Regions from separate parts of the Mus musculus genome. Here region 1 is linked to region 2. A link is a contact called in public HiChIP or PLAC-seq data. All regions are on one chromosome and are shown on one strand. Each heading gives the region's core, a stretch centred on a gene start, on an enhancer-like site or on the middle of the called end of the contact. The rest is flanking DNA. Distances are from core to core; before and after follow the strand shown. Region 1 overlaps Gpc6 (glypican 6). Region 2 holds the start of Gpc6 (glypican 6).

Region 1 (3,962 bases), core at 492-2,991, 270 kb before region 2:
TTATCTTATGCAATCAAATACAAGCATGGCAAAGTCACAATATTGATATTTTTATTATTTCATAGTGATAGCAAGACCTGTCTTTGCATTTGGCAGGAGCTTATCATTAATTGAGAAATTCTAGTGTTCCCACTAGGCATGATACTACTTAACATCAGATTAACATCCTGCAGTGGTCTTTTCTGTCTGTAGAAATGAAGAAATTTCTACTCTTTGGGCCCAAACTTGCTGATCTGGTTGTAGGAACCTGGTATACCAATCTGGTTTCTGAGACCCTTGACTTCAGCTTGAAGCTTTCACTGTGAGTTTTGCTCTATCCTCAGTACACAGTCTATTGTCTCTCAAGGTTCAATAGTCTATATGTAGCCTTACTATTACCAGTTTTTTTCCCCCTCCAGTTCTGGAACTCTGGCTATCTGTAGAGATGCTAGTTAAATTAGAATAGATTATAGACTGGTGGAATGGATTGCTTCTGATGACTAGTGTTTTCAGTTGCAGTTACTTCCCTCAACTTTCATGTTACACTCGTGGCACCTACACCTGTATGCTTTTTGGTGTGGAAAGGGCAAGTTCAAGCTATCATCCTTCCTACAGTTAACTCCATCACTTACAATCTTGTCCACGTCAGAATGAGAGAACTTAGACTTATTCACAAAACTCTGACAAGTAAAACTATAAATCTATTTACAAAACTGCGAGTCCAGGAATTAGGGGATGGAAACACAGGGTGATTATAGGGGCCTGAACTCCTCAGTGCAATTGAAAAAGAGTTGAAATACTCCATCTCAAGGTGCTATGACTTTTGCTCCTTTTTGGAGGACCACAGTGGTAGAGTATGGGACAAATTAATTCCTCCTGTTGACTACTTCCAATTACAGGATCTTGTTCACATTATTGAAAGCTCATTTCTTTTTAAAACTATTTTATTATTTCTTTGAGACGTTCATACAATGTATGTTGGTTATATTCATCCGCGATCCTCCTACTAACTCCTCCCCATTCCACCACTACTTCGCTAACATACCTATAATCACCTTAGCATTGTTTTTAAATACTCCACCAGAACAATCTGTCCACCTGCTCCTGGGTGTAAGGACATCTATGTCCTAGAGCAATATTGGGATTTTTTCCAAATTATTGGGAACAAAATAGACCTCTACAATGTAAGGGAATAAATACAGAAATAAAAACAACTTATCTATCAGAAAAACTACAAAATAATATCTCAGGCTTGGTAAATAGATTAAAAGCTGGGACTATGCCAAAGGTTGTAGGTCATGCTCTCTTGTAACTCTCAAAGCATATCTCCAAGTAAAATTTACTGCAGCATATGGACTTAAACCTGCGACCATTCAAACCCAGCTAAGTCATTAGACTGCAAACCTCATGCCTGTCCTGTAGCCATTACAGTCTTAGCCTCTTGGACCTCTAAGGCACCAATTTAGTATTTTCTTCACTAGAGGCTCCATCAAAAACCATAGCTGAGGCAAGAAAATAAACTTGGATTCAGCAAATTAACTTTCAGCATAGCTTTCAGTGACTAGAGTCTCAGGCTATTAAATTTTGAATTTCGGAAAGACACTCTAGCAAAGCACAACAGCTGCTCCTGAATCCCAATCCACAAAGCAACAGCCGCTACAGCATCTGGACCAACAGCTACCGATGCTACATCAGTAAATAAGGTGAAAGTCCACATGCGATTTCACCCTTCAGAATCTGCTCCCTAGGCCTGCTCGGGGTGGCTCAAAGGTATCAGCACAGTGAAGGGAAGGGCATATATTTTAACCATCTGTTCAAGCGGGAGTCAGTGACCTTTGCTCTCTATTGGTAAAAAGGATGCTTACTTTGCCAGCTGGATGTAAATGGAGATTTTAATTGAAAACCATGCAACTATCTCCAATGAGAGGATGGGAAAAACAAACTCCAGGGCCTTTATAAGTTGTAGCTAATGAACACCCTGCACTGCTTAGCACTCTACACATGATCCTCCATTAGACTGAGTATATTTCAAAAACACTCAGAAAAAAAAATCACCTCTTGCATATTCAACTCTACTTCCAAAGATCAGCTATATTAGCCTATGAGAAATACAGAATGTATGGAAGACCGTATATATTTTTATTTCCCCAAGGAAAACATAAAAAAAAATTCCACCAGAATAAGAATTGCAAGTTTATTTTCAAAAATATATAGTGGTTTATCCTACATGAAATGTTAAATAGCCAATTATATAAATGGTTATCAATGTCTTGAAACTGTTTTTAAGAGAAATGCATTCCTTTTTATTCTTATAAGGTGTGCTATTTTTGCAAAGCTTATTATTCCAGTGGAAGAATTTAATTATAACATTGAAATTGAGGACCTTATCACCTAGTGTAAGGGGAAAATCAACTTCTTTGTTTAGTGTTGAAAATTCCTCCTTAGAATAGGAAACAAAATACCCATGAAAGGAGTTACAGAGACAAAGTTTGGAGCTAAGATGAAAGGATGGACTATCCAGAGACTACCCCACCCGGGGATCCATCCCATAATCAGCCACCAAACCCAGACACTATTGCATATACCAGCAAGATTTTGATGAAGGGACCCTGGTTTGGCTGTCTCGTATGAGGCTATGCCATTGCCTGGCAAATACAGAAGTAGATGCTCACATTCATCTATAGGATGGAACACAGGGCCCCCAATGGAGAAGCTAGAGAAAGCACCCAAGGAGCTGAAGGGGTCTGCAACCCTATAGGTGGAACAACAATATGAACTAACCAGTACCCCCTCCCCCCCAGAGCTCATGTCTCTAGCTGCTTATGTAGCAGAAGATGGCCTACTTGGCCATCACTGGGAAGAGAGGCCCCTTAGCATTGCAAACTTTATATGACTCAGTACAGGGGAATGCCAGGGCCAATAAGTGGGAGTGGGTAGGGAGGGAAGCAGGGCGGGGGGGAGGGTATAGGTGACTTTTCGGGATACCATTTGAAATGTATATAAAGAAAATATCTAATAAATAAATAAATAAAAGAACGTTGGCTCACTGGCAAGATAGTTTATTTCATGTGCAGATGCTTGTTTAAATGGCAAGGAAATGTTTATGAAGACAAAAAAGGTCATTAATCATCACAGCTCAACTTATTTAGCCTTTTAAAGGTTACCGGAAAATCCTCTATTTCATTATATAACTTAAAAAGAAAACATTGCATGTAAACTTAAACTACACGACAATGACGGTGCGTTTCTCCACTGCTTCTGAAATATGTGAAGAACAAGTTTTGACATGAAACCAACGGGCAAGGAGGGCTGAGAATAAAGTCACACTTGAGGTTTTACATCGGGGGAGGACAAACAGCCGACCTTTCCACTCAGTTCACAGAGAACTTTCTGCTCTGAGCACAGAGAATTATAGTGCGGTGCTGAGTATCGAGCATCAAGCATCATTTTGCCAGAGAAAGAACAGATATTGCTATTGTTTCTATGAATTTAAAGCAAATACAATTTTACATAAGAGAACAATCCTTTCAAAGTGTCTAACTGATGTGACAAAAGGAAATGAGCAATATATATATATATATATATATATATATATATATATATATATATAGTCACCCCACCAAAGGGGAAAAGCATATAGGGTCACCCTACCACGTGGCTGGGGCTGGGGGCTGGGGACTGAGGGGCATGGCCACCAATAGTTCTGCTATTATCCCTGCAGGCCATGAAATGAAGAAATACATTAGTCACTGGCAAGAAAGCCATTCATGTGTGCAGGAGTCATTGAATGACACTTGTTGTAAAGAATGTTAATATCTTGGATTATTAAAAGGTGGCATAAATAAGCTCAGTTCAAACTCAACTCAGTGAGTGAGCCTTAGGACAAATGATATTTGAAGATGGATCTCTCTCCTTCAACTGGGGCAGCATGCCAAGATTGCATCGTGTCATTAAGTATTTCTCTATTCATAATACCTAGTGAA
Region 2 (3,982 bases), core at 250-2,749:
AACCGCAGTCCGGGAAGCACTGGGGCACCCTAATGGGAAAGTCCGCCCCAAATCTGAAGCAGACAGAGTACTAAGACACCTCCTCCAACTGCCTCGGGACTCCAACGTGCAGATCCTAGAGACCCGAGCAATGGGTCCCCTTAGTGGCCCGTCCCCAGCCCAGGAGCCGGGCGCCCAGTCCCTGGAAAGGACCTGGAGAGCAGAGAGCTTGAGTAGGGGAATCTCCGCGTCTCTCCACCGCCCCCGCCGGCGCGAAGGCGGGAGTGGAGAAGGCGCCACTCAGACGGTGGCGCTGAGCAAACTGCGGCCGCAGTTCTCCCAAGTTTGCCCCAGCGAGGGGGATGCTATGGGCGCCCGGCTCCGCTTTCTGCCTCCGCTAGCCGTCCTCACTCCACCGTCCTTTGCTCCAGCGGCCGGGCCAGGCTCTAGGCCAGCCACGGAGGTAGCAGGGCGCGGGAGCAAATGCAGGGAGAGAGGGGCGAGGGACGAGGGTGCTCCCGCGTGTGCACACAATGAGGCGGCGGGCACGCACACCTTCCTCCCGCCCGAAAAACGGGATCAGCCTCCGCCGCCTGGATGCAGGGACGCGGGGTCCCTGGGAGGTACCCGCAGAAAGTGAGCACCAACTGAGCAACAGGGGGTAGGGAGAGGGCGCCCCGCCGCCTCTCGGGGCTGCAGCGGGCCCGGGGCCCACGCTTACCTGCGATCTCCTGGTAGGGGATGTCCGCCAGGCTGAATCCCTTGGCACCGTAAGCCTGACGGACCTCGCTGCAGCTCCGAGCCTTCACGTCCGCCGCGGCCGGGAGGGTCAGCAGCAGCCCGGAGAGAGGAAGAATCACAGCCCGGATCCAAGAAGGCATGGTGCAACATGCAAGTCCACCTCGGCAGCCCCCAGCTCCCTGTGCGCTCTTCACCTTGCCCCTCGAGCCGAAAGCCCGCCAGAGCCTGCGGCGCGCTCCTTAGCCGCTGCCCAGCGTCACCCCCTTCCGCCAGCCGAGGGGACGAGCCGCGCAGACCTCTGGACTGCACTCAGCAAACTTTTATAAGCCAGATGGAGGATGGCAAGCCAACCAGGGCTGCCTTGGGAAGGCTGCCGGCTCCGCTAGCCACTCCGGTAGAAAATCGTTGGAGAAAGAGGAGAAAAGAGGAAAAGGCAAAGAAATGTCTTTTTTTTTTTTTAAACACCACAGTAGGGGTGTTCAGCCCTGCGGTCCGAGTTCCGAGCCGCAGAGTCGTGGAGCGCTGCGAGCTCGCCTATCCAGTGTGCGCGACGAAGGTGGGACCGCGCGCCGGCTCCCCCCACCCCGAGGGAGATGGACAGGCCGGCGCGAGTGTGAGCGCGCGTGTTTGTGGGTGTGAACGCGGGGCTCTCGGGGAGGTGTGTGCGTGGAGGTATGTGATGGAGATGTACGGGATCGAGGGGAAACCTCAGCTTCACATAGACTGAGGGAGCCAGTGAGAGTCTTCTTGAAATGGGAAGAGAGAAAATCCTGGAGACTGACACAGGAGGCAAGAGGGAAGGAGAAAGGAGGGGAGGGAGAGAGGGAGAAACGTGCTACCCAGTGCACAGCCGAAATTCAGAGGCAGAGTCGGCCGCAAAACCTGGAATGGATCGCGAGCCACTAGGCAGGAGGGGAAAGATTACCAGCAAAAGGTCCCTATTTTCTCAATCACTTTATGGCCTCCACACACTTCCGAGATGTTCCCTTTCCTGATATAAACAAACCACCAAAAAAGACAAAGTGTTTGAGGAGAGTAAATGTTATCACGCTATATTTTTCTGGAGATAAAGAATATTGCATTTCCAATTGTTGCTCTTGCCCCAGTGTACCTAACACAAAGCCAGGGAAGAAATGAGCAGAAAAGAAACCTAGGAACGGGGCCAAAGCCACCTCTCTAGGTGGTAGCTGCTTTCGGCTCATCTTAATGTTTTGTTTTGTTTTGTTTTTTCCTAAGAACAGATAGAGGGCCATAGGTCTTTACTCCTCTCCTGTCGGCTCTCTCTCTCTCTCTCTCTCTCTCTCTCTCACACACACACACACACACACACATACACACAAAGAGGGAAGGAGAGAGAGAGAGAGAGAGAGAGAGAGAGAGAGAGAGAGAGAGAGAGAGAGGTTCCACCTACAAAACACTGGATTCTTAAATCACTAGGCTTAGGGCATGTGAAGATAAAACAATGGCTGCTGGCCATGCAAGAAACAGGACCCCAGGAGGGACAAGGTGTTGTAATCTTCTCTCATCAGATTCTCTCAAACACTATAACCTTAACATTTTCTCCCAAGTTCTCAGAAGTCTGTGAAATGGGATGCAAGTGAAAATTCGGGTTTAACCAACTTCCTGAGCCTTTCTTCACGCTAATGAGCACAGAGATCAAATATACTTAAGTCTGCCCTGAAACCCACAGCTCCTGAAACTAACCAATCAGAAAAAGAAGAAAAGAAATGCTATCCAGTAGTGAGGCCTTGTGGACACTGGTCTCCCAGTTCCTGAGAAGTCAGTACAGGGTCAGGCCTAGTTCTGTAGTACTGAAGTATAAATCTGCAGGATGCTGGTTTCCTGATGACTGGTGACCAGAGCGACTCCTGGAGCCTAAATCCTTGCATTTGCCTCTATCCTAGGCACCTTCGTTACTGTCGGAATTGTTCAGCACATCTTCTTTTCCAAGAACTCCTCTTTAGCCCGTCATCCTCCTTATAGAGTGATAGAGTGCTTGCTTGTCGCATCTTCAAAAGTTCATACAAAATGCTAGCGCTCAGGGAACAGAAAGAAGTCTAGTCTAGTTGAGGAGCTTTAAGCCATTTGCAGTCAGTCTCCAAGGAGGTAGTCAGGGGGCTGAAGGGATAGATGGCTCAGCAGTTAAGATCACATGTTGTTCTTGAGAGGACAAGAGTTTGATTCTCAGCTCCCCAACAATATGGCTCACAAACAAACTCCTGTAATTCCAGTTCCAGAGATATCTGACCCCTCTGGCCTCTGGAAACACATACACACACACACACACACACACACACACACACACACACACACACACGCACACACACACACTTTCAAGAAGGTAGATAGCAATTCTGAGCACACACCAAAGGTTGTGTACACTGGCAAACACATATGCATCAAAAAGGCCATTGAGTGAGGTGGGTCATGATGATTACCTGAAGTTTGGCTAATCCTCTTATATTTGACGAGCACTCCATACTCCTATAAGTCAGTAGCTGTTGCCACTGTAGACTTGTAAGAAGGCTAACACACAGAATATTACCAGATTCAGCAAGCATAAAGAGATGAGCTTAATTCTACTGGAAGGGTCAACAAGTTTGGGGCTGTTTTGTGAACTTTAGTCAGAGCAAGGACTTAGGTCATTTGCCTAGCCCACATATTGTGTAATACGGCATTGTTCGAAGTGGTGTTAAAGGAATGAGGCCAGGATTCTACCTGAGGCCACAGCTTGATGAGGCATGGCAATGGGAAGGGGATGTGATAGAAATCCGTTGAGAATAAGAGAGTATCTATGACTTAGGTAAACCTGTTGACCAAGGTCTTGAATGACAGCTGCCACGTCTATACCAGGCAGAGTAAGGAAAAGGAAGATGGAAGAATATTATTCAGAGGAAGCAAACAGAGAAAGGAGATTTAGTAGGCGGCTAGAAGGTACACTGGAATCATTGTGCCAGTTTTAGGTATTTGAGGCTTAAGCTAGAGAGATGGGAAATGGGAAGAATGTGTGTGAAGATAAGCTTTGAAGACTGGATTTGTATGATATAATGTTTGGTTCAATAGACAAAAAAAAAAAAAAAAAAAAAAAAAGATTATTGAAATGCCGGCATCGGGTCTTGTTGGAAACGCAGATTATGGCCACTAAGACTCCTGTTTCCGATCCATTTTCTAAGCCCAGATGTTTTTTAGAATCCTTGGGGTCAAAATATAAACAGAACTTTAGAGACTTTGAGTCTTAGTGAGACAACTTGGTCTTCAGCAA

What was found. HiChIP or PLAC-seq counts read pairs in DNA pulled down with a chosen protein or histone mark.
Region 1: a contact with region 2 is called in an H3K4me3 HiChIP or PLAC-seq map of neural tube, with 4 times the contacts expected there. The contact joins the enhancer-like site here to the promoter of Gpc6 in region 2. A contact is called at or near these places in 1 of 39 promoter capture datasets (the 3T3-L1 cell line), 1 of 484 Hi-C or Micro-C datasets (nephron progenitors) and 3 of 115 datasets of contacts at active chromatin or transcription factors (cardiomyocytes, neural progenitor cells and neural tube).

The regions. Positions count from the first base shown.
Region 1 is chr14:117,194,775-117,198,736 of GRCm38.p6, reverse strand. The region is part of intron 2 of Gpc6 (glypican 6); the gene reads right to left. Among named protein-coding and RNA genes, the nearest start is that of Gm52112, 68 kb to the right of the region's middle. Within about 2 kb of position 1,741, at least 6 of the 459 cell types and tissues checked have an H3K27ac peak or open chromatin away from gene starts, as enhancers often do. A contact at or near this core is called in neural tube, where this site is marked.
Region 2 is chr14:116,922,814-116,926,795 of GRCm38.p6, reverse strand. Gpc6 (glypican 6) reads right to left here and starts at 1,499. Exons shown (of 9, transcript NM_011821.3): 1 at 701-1,499. The coding sequence starts at 860.